3 separate regions of the Zea mays genome follow, and all the other regions are linked to region 2. The links are chromatin contacts, called in public Hi-C maps. All regions are on one chromosome and are shown on one strand. The core of a region is the stretch at or near the end of the contact, and the rest is flanking DNA. Distances in the headings are between cores, read along the strand shown. Region 1 has its middle 110 kb from the start of LOC103629381. Region 2 holds the start of LOC100272751. Region 3 holds the start of LOC100281735 (UMP/CMP kinase 1).

What was found. A called contact is a pair of places that touch in the nucleus more often than the background predicts.
Region 1: a Hi-C map of ear shows a contact between it and region 2, with 3 times the contacts expected there. The contact joins the enhancer-like site here to the promoter of LOC100272751 in region 2. A contact is called at or near these places in 4 of 25 Hi-C or Micro-C datasets (bundle sheath, ear and tassel) and 1 of 3 datasets of contacts at active chromatin or transcription factors (leaf).
Region 3: a Hi-C map of tassel shows a contact between it and region 2, with 2.0 times the contacts expected there. The contact joins the promoter of LOC100281735 here to the promoter of LOC100272751 in region 2. A contact is called at or near these places in 8 of 25 Hi-C or Micro-C datasets (bundle sheath, ear, endosperm and 4 more).

The regions. Positions count from the first base shown.
Region 1 is chr6:67,474,266-67,478,375 of Zm-B73-REFERENCE-NAM-5.0, forward strand. No RefSeq gene overlaps it. Among protein-coding and RNA genes, the nearest start is that of LOC103629381, 110 kb to the left of the region's middle. Within about 2 kb of position 1,971, at least 19 of the 20 cell types and tissues checked have an H3K27ac peak or open chromatin away from gene starts, as enhancers often do. A contact at or near this core is called in bundle sheath, ear, leaf and 1 more, where this site is marked.
Region 2 is chr6:67,035,626-67,039,651 of Zm-B73-REFERENCE-NAM-5.0, forward strand. LOC100272751 reads left to right here and starts at 2,724. Exons shown (of 9, transcript NM_001360110.1): 1 at 2,724-4,026. The coding sequence starts at 3,217. It overlaps LOC541700 (6-phosphogluconate dehydrogenase 2), which reads right to left and starts at 2,297. Exons shown (of 2, transcript NM_001279373.2): 1 at 2,147-2,297; 2 at 1-1,488. The coding sequence starts at 1,477. The coding sequence ends at 29.
Region 3 is chr6:66,681,521-66,685,405 of Zm-B73-REFERENCE-NAM-5.0, forward strand. LOC100281735 (UMP/CMP kinase 1) reads left to right here and starts at 1,493. Exons shown (of 8, transcript NM_001368088.1): 1 at 1,493-1,621. The coding sequence starts at 1,619.

The DNA of each region.
Region 1 (4,110 bases), core at 721-3,220, 440 kb after region 2:
GGGAAGTTCCGTCACACACCCGTGCAAGGGTATCTCTCCCCCTTTGGTCCTTGCAAGAACCAAGTGCTCTCTATGAGATGATCCTTTGCCACTCCGGCGCAGTGGATCCCTCACGACCGCGTACAAACTTGAGTCGGGTCACCAACAAGTCCTCCGGGGTGATCACCGCACTCCAATCACCACCAGCCATCTAGGTGATGCCGATCACCAAGAGTAACAAGCTATCGACTTTCGCTTGACCAAGAGAAGCCTAATGCATGTGGTGTGTGCTCTAGGTGGCTCTCATGTGCACTAATGAGGTCCTAACACAGGATTATGATTTTCTAATCACCTCACTAGGTTTTGTGGGACTTGCAATGCACTAGCAATGAATACACTTGAATGTGGGCAGCAAGACACTTAATGTGGTTGGTGGAGGGGGTATAAATAGCCCCAACCACCAAACTAGCCATTGCTGGAGCTTTCTGCGAATGGGCGCACCGGACAGTCCGGTGTGCCACCAGTGCGCCAACGGTGCACTCCAACGACTAGTTCTAACAGTTAGTTGTTGCTCTAACGGCGCACCAAACAGTGAACAGTGACTGTTCGGTGTGCACCGGACAGTCCGGTGCACGCACTAAAAATCGGCTCTGCGAACTCGTCGCTCTCAGGTTTCTCGGGGGCAGAGGGGCTGCCCCCGGGGGCAGGCTGGCCCCACTGTCAGGGGGAGCACCGGACAGTCCGGTGCACACCGGACAGTCCGATGCCCCTTGGCCAGCAAAACCCAATTTCTTTCCTTAGGTTTTTTCTAAATCATTTTCGTTCTAACTTGTGAGTGTGTTCTAGAGTGACACCTAGTGATAGTTATGAGTGTGAATGTACACCAACACTACACTAGAATTTTCTTGGTCAAACTACTCATCCACAACTCCTCTTTATAGTACGGCTAAAATAAAAATAGAAGACCTAATTCTATACCAAGTGTTTACAACTCCTTGGACACTCGAAATATGAAGACCTTCATCTTTTGATTCCCCTTTTTCAGTCGCCGCTTCAAGTTCTCATTTGAGGGATTGTTTTCACCGTTGCAACGCATCCTCCTATAGCACGACCTAAATTACCATTTGCTCTGCAAAACACACATTAGTCACATATAATTTTATGTTGTCAGTAATCACTAAAACCAACCAGGGGCTAGATGCTTTCACGCGGCTTTAGCCCGGACGTTCCGCGACCCTCTCAACAGTGGGATCTGACATCTCAACGAATAAGGCTGATAGAACAACGACTATGTCATCGATTATCTTCCCTTGATGATGACTCGTGGATGGTCTGCCCTTGGTCCCGGACGGTCCATGCCAGCTCTAAATATCCTTTAGCTCAACTTGTCACTTTCGGGCTGAACCATATCAACATAAGTAGACTATGGCACCTCAAAAATCTTGTGTTTGGAATTCCATAAAACTCTCCAACGGTTTTGAGTATATCCTTTAGAGAAGAAGTTTTTAACCCTTAAAGTTATATCCTCTAAAATAAATAGTGTTTTATAATAGAAGGTTTAATAAAACAATACTTGTAGAACTTGATGAATTATGTGTTTGAACATATTCTTTAAAAGAATTGAGTTAAAATACCTCTTGATAAAGGTTTTTAATAAAAGTTATTTCCCTTTTAAATAAGTGATAAAATATTGAATTTTTGAATAAACTATATTCCCTTCAAATACAAATTGTTGTGTGTGCATTGCATTGTTGAAACATTTATTTGAATGAATAATAAAATACTTTACATACATGTCGGTACTCTATATTTGTTGAATGTGAATTGTTAAGCTCAGATTTAAAATTTAATTTGAATATTCAAAACAGGAAATAAAATAGGAAAAAAATGAAAAACAGATAAAAGAAAAGAAACAGGGCAGCCTCGATTGGGCGGAATCTTCCCCCTCGGCCCACTACCTCGCGCGCACTCGGCCCACTCCACCTTGCGTCGCGGGTGGTCACTGGTGGATGGGCCCACTTGGCCGTTCCCACAGGCCATCAAGTCGCGGGGCTCGCCCGTGTCGGAGACTGCCGGTCGCGGTGGCCAGAGCTCCTCCGATGCTTCCACGCCGGATGCCACAGCGGACAAGCACGCGGCTCCATCGTCACCCTGTTGCACGGGTTTGGAGATAGATCCGCCTGATGCCCCGCTGGCTTGTGTGGATGTGCACCGTGCTGCAGGGAGGAGTCGAGGAAGTGCCTGGCTCGCGTGGTTTTTGTTCCTGGTTCTGATGGCTTCGTAGCACGCGATCCGGTTCAGTTGCAATCGGTAGCAATGTCGGGCTCGTCGGCCGCAGAGGAGGACATAGTGCAGCACCTATCGTCCAATTTCAACCCGTCTTCGTCGATGCTCGCCAAGCTCGAGGCTCGGATGACCGGCAAGGCAGTCTCCGCGCCATCGTCACCGCCGCAGGCAGGATTCGTTTAGCACAGCATCGCGATTTTCGGTAACAACCCCTCCCATAGATTCGCTTTGAGCCCAGCTTTGTTTTGATGTGTTCCGCTTAGAGCACCGGGCACCGTATCAGCGACGGGCCAATCACCGGCGATACTCCGCCGTATGGGGGCGGTGGCGCCGCTGCTCTGGTCACGGCTGGTGAGGAGAGAAAGAGAAGGAGTTGTCGCTTGTGCCGTTGGTTTGGAAATCAACGCATGAGATTAGATCGTGTAGCAACGAAACCTGGGCCTTCAGATCGTATGCGATCGGTCACGATTAAATCGTGGGTGTATCGGTTCAAGATTGGATCTAGGCCATCAACCCAGATCGGGCGGATGAAAATCGATCGCACGACTTTAAAATCTGGACCGTCGATCCTCGATCCAAGGGCGAGTAATGTGTACCGTTTCGATGTTAGGATGAGTCTAATCTGGACCGTAGGATTAGATCCGTGCGGCCGAGGATCATGCATACCCTTTCACCCTGACTTTTAGCTAAAGAGACCGTAGGTTTATTTGAATTCAAGACCGCCGTACATATACGAATTAAAATAAATAAAATTAAATCAGGACTTTGCAAAAACACCCCTCGGACTTATGTTGAGATATAAAATCATTAGTAAAAATATCTAGAAACTTATGTATTCCATAACTTTAGTATTTTAACTTCGTTTTTGTCCGTTCAAGTTGTGTTAGCTTCGTAATAAAATTGTCTACGCAGTGGCAACATTATTTGTACCATAAAACACATTTTTATAAATAGATATTTGTTTAGCCTATGATTAGTAGATTAGACCTTCTAACCAAAGTTAGAGTGGTCCATGATGATAATTTGACTAAAATGTGATTTCTAATCAAGTTATAATCTAAATTAAAGTTGAGTTAATTATTTATAGAGTATTCTCTCATATGATATATACTAATCAATTTATAATATAGTTTAATATTTGAATCACATAGATCTTCCATAAATCATAACTCCTTAACCGTAACTCCGATTTTTGTGGTTCTCGAAGCTACGACCTCGTTACGACGCGTAGAATATTTTTATGCAGTATGTTCTTATGTTTGGTGTAATGTTAATTTTGCCTATAGCATGTTTGTTCGTATTGCTACGAATAGCAGTGAGGTCACGAGAATCTTGAAGACCAAGCTAGTACCTAGGAATCTCGAGTCTAAGGCAAGTTGTGCCCTTGATCACTTTTCTTTACCTAATAATGTTCTTTGGTAATCACTATAACATGCTCAGGTTAATTTGATGGGACCTAATAGGTTTCCCTAGAGTTGATTATCCCACACCTTGTTTACCATTGAACTTTTGGGTAGATTTGCTATTGCTCTACCTGGTTTTGGGATTAATATTACATTATAATCATGTTCCAATTATACTGTTGTTTAATTATTGTTCATGACAAGATCATTATGTTAATTGGAACATGGAGCTTAACTTGAGAAACACGTGCTACCACAAGGGTGGAATGGGACGCCCTTGGTTGACTAATTAGGAAATCTAGTGGAGGACTACCTTACCCAAAAGGGGCAAGGGGAGTAGAGGAGTTGCATATAGGGAGGTTCTCGGGTCGATCATGCTGCGATAGCTTTTCGGACGAGGGATTCCTATATTGCTCTTCCCAGAAACTGTAGCGGGTTTTTC
Region 2 (4,026 bases), core at 1,474-3,973:
CCGGGCATGCCATCCGTTGAGCAGCTCATCAGTTGTTGGAGATGTTGCGCGCAATCTTGAACCACTCGGTGTGGAAAGAGCCAGGCATGTCGACCCTCTCGTAGGTGTGAGCCCCGAAGTAGTCCCTCTGGGCCTGCACCAGGTTGGCAGGCAGCCTGTCCCTGCGGTAGGAGTCGAAGTAGGCCAGGCTAGCGGACATTCCCGGGGTGCTGACGCCGTTGTTGATGGCGAGGCACACCACCCTGCGCCACGCCGCCTGCCTGTCCATGATCTCCTGCGCGAACTCGGGGTCTACGAGCAGGCTGGCGAGGCCCGGGTTCCTGTCGTAGGCCTTCTTGATGCGGTCCAGGAAGATGGCGCGGATGATGCACCCGCCCTTCCAGATCCTGGCCAGCTCGCCGAGGTTGAGCCCCCAGCCTTTCTCCGCGCTCTTGGCCTTGATGATGTTCATGCCCTGCGCGTAGCTGCAGATCTTGGACGCGTACAGGGCCTGCCTCACGTCCTCCACCAGCTGCGCCTTGTCCACCGGCGAGCCGGTGGAGTAGTAGTCACCCTGGAAGATCTTGGAGGCCTCCACCCGCTCGTCCTTCAGCCCGCTCAGGAACCTCGAGTCCAAGGACGCCTCGATCGTAGGAGCGGCCACCGACAGCTCGGCGGCCTGCTGCACCGTCCACTTCCCTGTCCCTTTCATCCCGGTCTTGTCAAGGACCTTGTCCACCAGGTAGCCATCGCCATGCTCGTCCTTGATGCCAAAGATGTCGGCCGTGATCTCGATCAAGAAGCTCAGGAGCTCGCCCTTGTTCCACTCGGAGAACACCTGGTGCAGCTCACTGTTGGTGAGCTTACCGACCGACTTGAGAACGTCGTATGCCTCGGAAATCAGCTGCATATCGCCATACTCGATTCCGTTGTGAACCATCTTGACAAAGTTGCCCGATCCACCTTTGCCAATGTACGTGACACACGGGCCACTGTCAGGGACCTGAGCAGCCACCTTGAGGACAATGTCTTCGACGTACTTGTAAGCCTCGAACGAGCCTCCGGGCATCAAGGACGGGCCGTTGCGGGCACCCTCCTCTCCTCCAGAGACACCCATGCCAAGATACAGGAGGCCGCGCTCCTCCATGGCCTTCTCCCTCCTCTCCGTGTTCTCGTACCACTCGTTCCCCCCATCGATGATGCAGTCGCCCTGCTCCAAGTGAGCTGCGAGCGTCGCGATGGTCTGGTCAACTGGCGCGCCGGCCTTGACGAGCATGATCACCACCCGTGGCTTCTGAATGGACTTCACAAAGGACGCGGGGTCATGGAAGCCGTAGACGGGAAGGTTTCCTTCTGCCTTGGCACGCTGCACGGTCTCGTCCACCTTGGAGGTTGTCCTGTTGTACACAGAGATGGGGAACCCTTTCTCTGCAATGTTGAGGGCAAGGTTCTGCCCCATGACCGCAAGGCCAGCAAGACCGATTCTTGTGAGCGCCATCTCCTCCTACACTGAGAAAAAAAAATCTATTTCATACATAAGCCGAGCAGGACCCTGGAAACAAAATCTATTTTCATGTACCAAGGTTAAGCGGCCGATGAGGTGAATACATAAGCCGAGGATCAAAGATCATACGCTGCCCTGCGAGTCACAGGGCCGGCTACATATAGGTGTATAGGATGAAACCAACTGAATTTCTTTGAGACGAAGTAACTGAATACACAGCACCGCTAGAGGCGAAAAGAGCAAGAAGGCAAGGTAATGCGTCTCTCTGTCCCCTGGCCGAGTAAACAGTTTTCTAAGCTAAACAGTTTTCTAACTAAACAGTTTTCTAAGCTAAAGCCATTTTGTAGATCGTTTGGCAGAGAAAAGAGGTGTTTGACAGGACTCTAACTTATTTTCAAAGAAAATCCAGAGCGGAAGCCCTCTAAGTTCATCGACTTGCTTCCATGGATCTGGACCGGCAGGCAGCAGAGTAAAATCGGCGATCGGAGCTAGCAGCGCAATCATCTGGATCTCTACACGAATTCAACCCCCAGTCCCCATGCTTCGGGAACAAGAGGACCCAAAGGAGACAAAAAAAGAAAACCTCAACGCGGTGGAACTGAAATCCGGGGAGGACGGAGCTGGAATCGGACAGGGTGCGGAGATCGGGATCCGAAGCCTCACCTATGGAGCTGGCGCGCTGCCGAGTGCCGATTCAGATGCGGAGTTGAATTGGCGATGCCACCACCGTCCGGCCACCTACCTCTCTTTCACTGACCATCGGCCTTCCCTCCCCCACCACTTAAATCGCCAATCGGGCAGGGAAGGTGCCTTTCGCACCTTGCGCAGCAGCCGCTTGGCGGCTTTCGGGGTAGTTGTTGACGAGCGGGGGCAGGCAGCCACCGACGGGTGGGCCCCTTCGTGGTCGCCTGCTCACACCGGTCCCGTCGGCCGCCGCAGCCCGCAGCCCGCAGCCCGCAGCCCGTGAACCATGGCTCGGTTGGTGCTTCTGACGCGGCGGGCCCAACACCCACCCGGTTCCCACTCACGCCAGGGGCCCGGTGGGCCGTGGTGGCAGGGTACGATGGTTGGTGGTGCTCTGACGCAAGCAACTCATCATTCACGCGCGGCCTGCCGTTGCTCGACCGGTCCCACCTCCACCGCCAGCGGCCAGTGCAGTCGTGGTCTTCCTCCTCCTGCGTGTCCTCGTCCTTCTTCATCCGTTTTCCCACTCTGCGTCCGTCCGTCCACGTCCATCCATCCCCATTCCATTCCCCGGTCAAACAAACTGCCCAGAGGAAAGTTGTAGCGCCTTTCCTTTCCTGCAAGTCCAGCGTCGGTTTGATAAGATAATGCGGGCGGGGCGGAGAACGGCAGTTCCCACGCTGCCCAGTGCAAAGATGTGTTGTTCGTTGCTGACTGACTGACCCGAGCCGCCGAGCGGGAGTCGTTGGGGGGCCCCGCCCGGGCCTGCACCAGCACCGCCGGTTGCGGTTGCTGGTTGGCTGGCCACGACCGCCGCTAGTGCCAGTGGAGGGGTTGCATTTCTTCTCTCTGACCCAGCCTGCCTCTCGTTGGACCGGTCGTCGTCGAGGCCACTCCGTTCACTCCACTCCACCCAGGGGTGGGTCGGGAATTGAATTCCCCGCCGTCTCTACGCCTGCTGCCGCGGGTGGAAAATATCTATCTGCACCGGGACGGACTAGTCGCCCGCGCGCAAGGTGCTCGACGGATTGCTGCTACACCGGGCAGGCATGGCGGCGGGCCGGGGCGACTGGGAGGACATGGTGCGCCGGATGTTCCCGCCGGGGACCACCATCCCGGAGCCGCTGCCCGACATGGACTACTCCTTCGCGCTGACGTACAACGGGCCGGACGTGTCGTACGAGCTCCCGCGGATCCAGCCCGTCTGCGTCCCCGCCATACCCACCGCCGAGCCGGCCTCGGGGCCCCTGGGGCTCGGCAGCGGCGTCGTGCCCGTCGCGCCCGTCGTCGGCCCTGCTGCGGCCCGTGCCCGTGCCAACCCGCCGGCAGCGTCCCGGGCTGGTGCTGCTGATCGCCGTGCCGCGAGGATGACGCCGTCGGATTCCTCCGATGACGAGGAGGACGACGCCGGCAGCTCCGGCTCCCGCTCCACGAAGGCCTCGAGGCCTGCAGTGCCGGAGGGGAGGCGACCTCAGGTGGTCACGTTCGGGGTGCCGGAGGAGGACAGCGGCGGCAGGTACGAGAGCAGCGAGATGGACGGCGGACACGACGCGGCGTCCGCCGAGCAGCACGTCGCGGTGACGAGGCCGGCCGAGAGGAAAGGGCGGACCTGCTGCCGCCGCTGCGGGAAGAGCAAGTGGGAGAGCAAGGAGTCGTGCATCGTCTGCGACGCGCGCTACTGCGGCCACTGCCTGCTCCGCGCCATGGGCTCCATGCCCGAGGGCCGCAAGTGTGTCACCTGCATTGGCCAGCCCATCGACGAGGCCAAGCGCTCCAGGCTCGGGAAGGGCTCTAGGATACTGTCTCGCCTGCTCGGCCCCCTGGAGGTCAGGCAGATCCTCAAGGTCGAGAAGGAGTGC
Region 3 (3,885 bases), core at 243-2,742, 360 kb before region 2:
GGCATAGAGTTTGCATCCAGAAAGGCTAACCTGCTCGTTCTTGGAATTAATTTTCTGGACATATCCAGAGAAGGGCACCAGAGCAATGCAAGCACATGAATTATTTGAGACACTAGGGTCTAGGGGTGCCCGCGTGCTGGGTCAAAGTCATGCCTAGTTTAATAGGACCTTGATTTTGTTGAACAACGGCAATCGTTAATAAAAATTTTTTTAGAAATAACTCTGGCCCTACGTTTAAGGCTGGTTTGCTGGCTAGGAAAACTAGAGAGAATATATGAGGATCATCTCATCTTTCTATTTAATTTTGAATAGAAAGGTGATTCCTCTTCATGGACCACCTTCAATTCTTTGGCAACCAAATCAGTCTTGAGATTTTAAGTTCGTCATATTATATTAAAGATATTGTCGTATGTGTATGTCCATTAGACGGGTAGAGATCGGCCCATGCGGGTTTGTTCGGTTAGGAGTAAATTGAAAGAGGATCAGAGGGGATTAAATCCCTTCCTATTCAAAATTAAATAGAAGGGAATTTGATACCCTCAGGCCTTGTTTGAAAACTACCGTATTCATCTTATTTAAGTAGATTGCAGTGCAATTTAAACTAATTTACACCTCAATCCACCTCAATACTTGTGGATTGTGGTAAATACGAGAGTATTCAAATAAGGCCTGAGACCTTGTTTAGATACTCTAGTATTCATCTGAATCCATATGTATTAGGGTGGATTAGGTGTAAATTAATTTAATTTATATCTAAATCCACATCAATACATATGGATTAGCGTGAATAGTAGACAAAGCCTTAATCTTCTCTAATACACTTAGGGCATATACAAGGGTTGTTTTAAGTTGTGTCTCAGAGTGTGTCTAGAGGGGTGAATGTAAAAAAACCAAAGACATGTATCTTGACGAAGACACAGTGTCTTAGCTCTATGTTCGAGAGAGGAGACTAACTGATTGGTCACTTTAATTTATTGAATGCTCTAATTGGTACAATAAATATGGTAAGACACATGTTTTAGACATGACCACTGTATTATATTGTGTTTTAGTTATGTTTTATACTTTGAGTACCGTGCAACAGTGTCTAGGATGCCTTTTACGGACAATTTCTGCGGTGGCAGCGGCCGGTGAAGATCGAGCTTCTCCCCTACCGCTGAAGTCACTCCAAAATTTAAAATGTACATAGTAGGCTTATATAGTTATGTACTGCAGTACTTTAGTACTTGTTATCTTTTAACAGCTACCCGTTATATTAGCACTGAACAAGAATCAATAGTGGATGGATCAATCTATAGGCACGTGCGTGTTGGATTGGATGGAATGGAATCGACCACATCTTTCGCGTCGCAGCCAGTTGCCCACCCCCCTGTGGAGGTGGAATTGGAATCGAAATGGGAATGGGAATCCCAGCGCCAGCCAGCTTTGCACCTCTCTTTGAGCTTCCTCCTGTCCTTTTGCTGCAACTAGTAGCACTGGCTTCATCTAGAGGGACCGTCTCCTCTCCTGCACCCAGACTCCTCTCTCTCTCTCTCTCTCTCTCCCCTCTGTGTGCGGTGTGCCCTGGCCTCCTCCGCCGCCATTGCAGCGAGCAAGATCAATCCCTCTGCTGCCATTCATGGTAACTATATATTTCTTTCTTGCTCTCACGTTCCTGCTCGAATATTCTTTCTAGCATGTACATACAGTTAATCGTTTTGTTTCCTCTTCTATTGTTCTACTGTCTGTGTCAATCGGATGCTTTTTTTTGCAACGTATTTTGAACAGAAGATGGAATTAAGTGTGTTCTACAGATCATACGAAAAATGAAAAAGGGGGAGATAAACAAACAAAACAAAACAAAACAAAAAAATCACACCATACGTACGTCAGTCTCTTTGTTTCCTTCACTTCTTTTAATTAATTAATTAATGATGATGAAAATGAAAAAAAACAATTCTTTTGTTTATTTCCTCTCGCCCGGATGGCAGATGCGATCAAGGAGTCCATCAATCAATCAGGACATGTACAGTAGTGTTTAATGTGGAGGCTCTTAGCCTCTTAAGATGTTTAAGAGGGTTATTTATAAAAAAATCTTAGAGCCGTCTCTCCGTGAAGAGACGCCTCTGGCTCGTAAACCAAGTAGCAACAGATGCCTCACTTCTCACTATACGAATTTGTCGTCTGTTCTATCGATCTGATGTTATATAAATACATTTAATTCTGTATTTATTAATAGACTATGTTTATAGACACTCTACTGTACAATAGAGTCTCTTAGTTACCTCCTGTGCTTGGAGAACCGTTTTGGTGTCTCTCCACTGTACATGCCCTCGTCATATCACTCAGCATCTCATTCACACGGGCGCTTTTTACAAGTCATGCTGGTCCATCAACAAGTTTGACTTGATGGCGGTCATACCCTTCATGCCCAGTGTTTTCAACATTTTGATATCCTAAACGAAGCTAATATCATCTTGCTACCAAAGAAGGAAGGTGCGGAAAAAATCGAAGACTTCAAGCCTATCAGCCTAATTCAATGTGACGCTAAGCTTTTTCTGAAGCTTTTTTCCCTCAGGCTCCGGTCATGGAGAACATCGTTTCCAAGTGTCCGAGCGCCTTCATCAAGGGAAGAAGTACCTATGATACCTTCTTGTATGTTCGTAGCATGGCAAGGAAATTCCACCAAAACAGATCTCCGATGCTTCTCATCAAACTTGATATCTCCAAAGCTTTCGACTAATTCAGATGAGACTACCTTTTAACTCTTCTCTCTCAACTTGGTTTCTGGATCGCTACAGTGCTGGCCACATCCTCGTCCCAGGTTCTTCTCAATGGGATCCCGGGGCAATCGTTCTACCATGGAAGGGTGACCCACTTTTGCCTCTACCTTTTGTCCTGGTATTGGAGCCGCTGCAAAGAATGCTCAGCTTAGCAACTCAGGCTGGAACTCTGTCACAAATATCTAGCAATAGATTGCGGCTTCGTGTCTCAATGTACGTAGATGATATCTACTGTCATTTTCATCAAACCCATCAAAAGCGAATTAGACGCCTTGACCTACATTCTTCATGGTTTCGGGAAGGCATCCAGGCTCCAAACCAATATTCAAAAGTCATCCTTCCTGACAATTAGATGCGATCACATGAACCTCAATGAAACCATTTGCAACTTCCCTGCGACTAGGGCGTTTTTCCCAGTCAAATACCTCGGCATCACTCTGACAGTTTCTAGATTGAGAAAGGTAGTTTTTCAGTATCTACTGGACAAGGTGCATAACAGGATGGTGGCCTGGAAAGGGCGCAACATCACCCATGCTGGAAGACTTATCCTTACTAAGGCGGTGCTTTCCTCGCAGCCGACTCATACACTTTCCGTCCTCAACGCCCAAAGTATGTGTTTAAGGACCTTGATAGGATCAGTAAAATGTTCCTTTGGGCCGGTGGAGAAAACCTAATGGGAGGGAAAATGTAAAGTGAACTGGCCAACGGTGACACGTCCTGTCAACCTCGACGGCCTTGGAATGCTTGATTCAAAAAGATTTTCTAGAGCGTTGCAGTTACGTTGGTTGTGGCTGGATGGGCAAACCCTGATGCTCCATGGGCGGGGCTCGAAACTCCTTGCACCAACACTAACCAACTTCTCTTTGCGGCGGCAACAAGAATAATAATCGTCACAATTTGACAGTCAAGGAAGCGCTAGTTGACCATGGTTGGGTGAGAAGTATCAACTTACAGTTCATCTCGGCAATCGACCACTTGAGCCAATTCATTGAGCCTTGGACAATTGTGCAATCTATGCGCCTCGTGCAAAATACGGAGGATGAGATAACTTGGGCCTTCACTCAAGCAGGCTCCTATTCAACGTCAACAGTATACAGAGCATAGTTCATAGGCCACACCGATG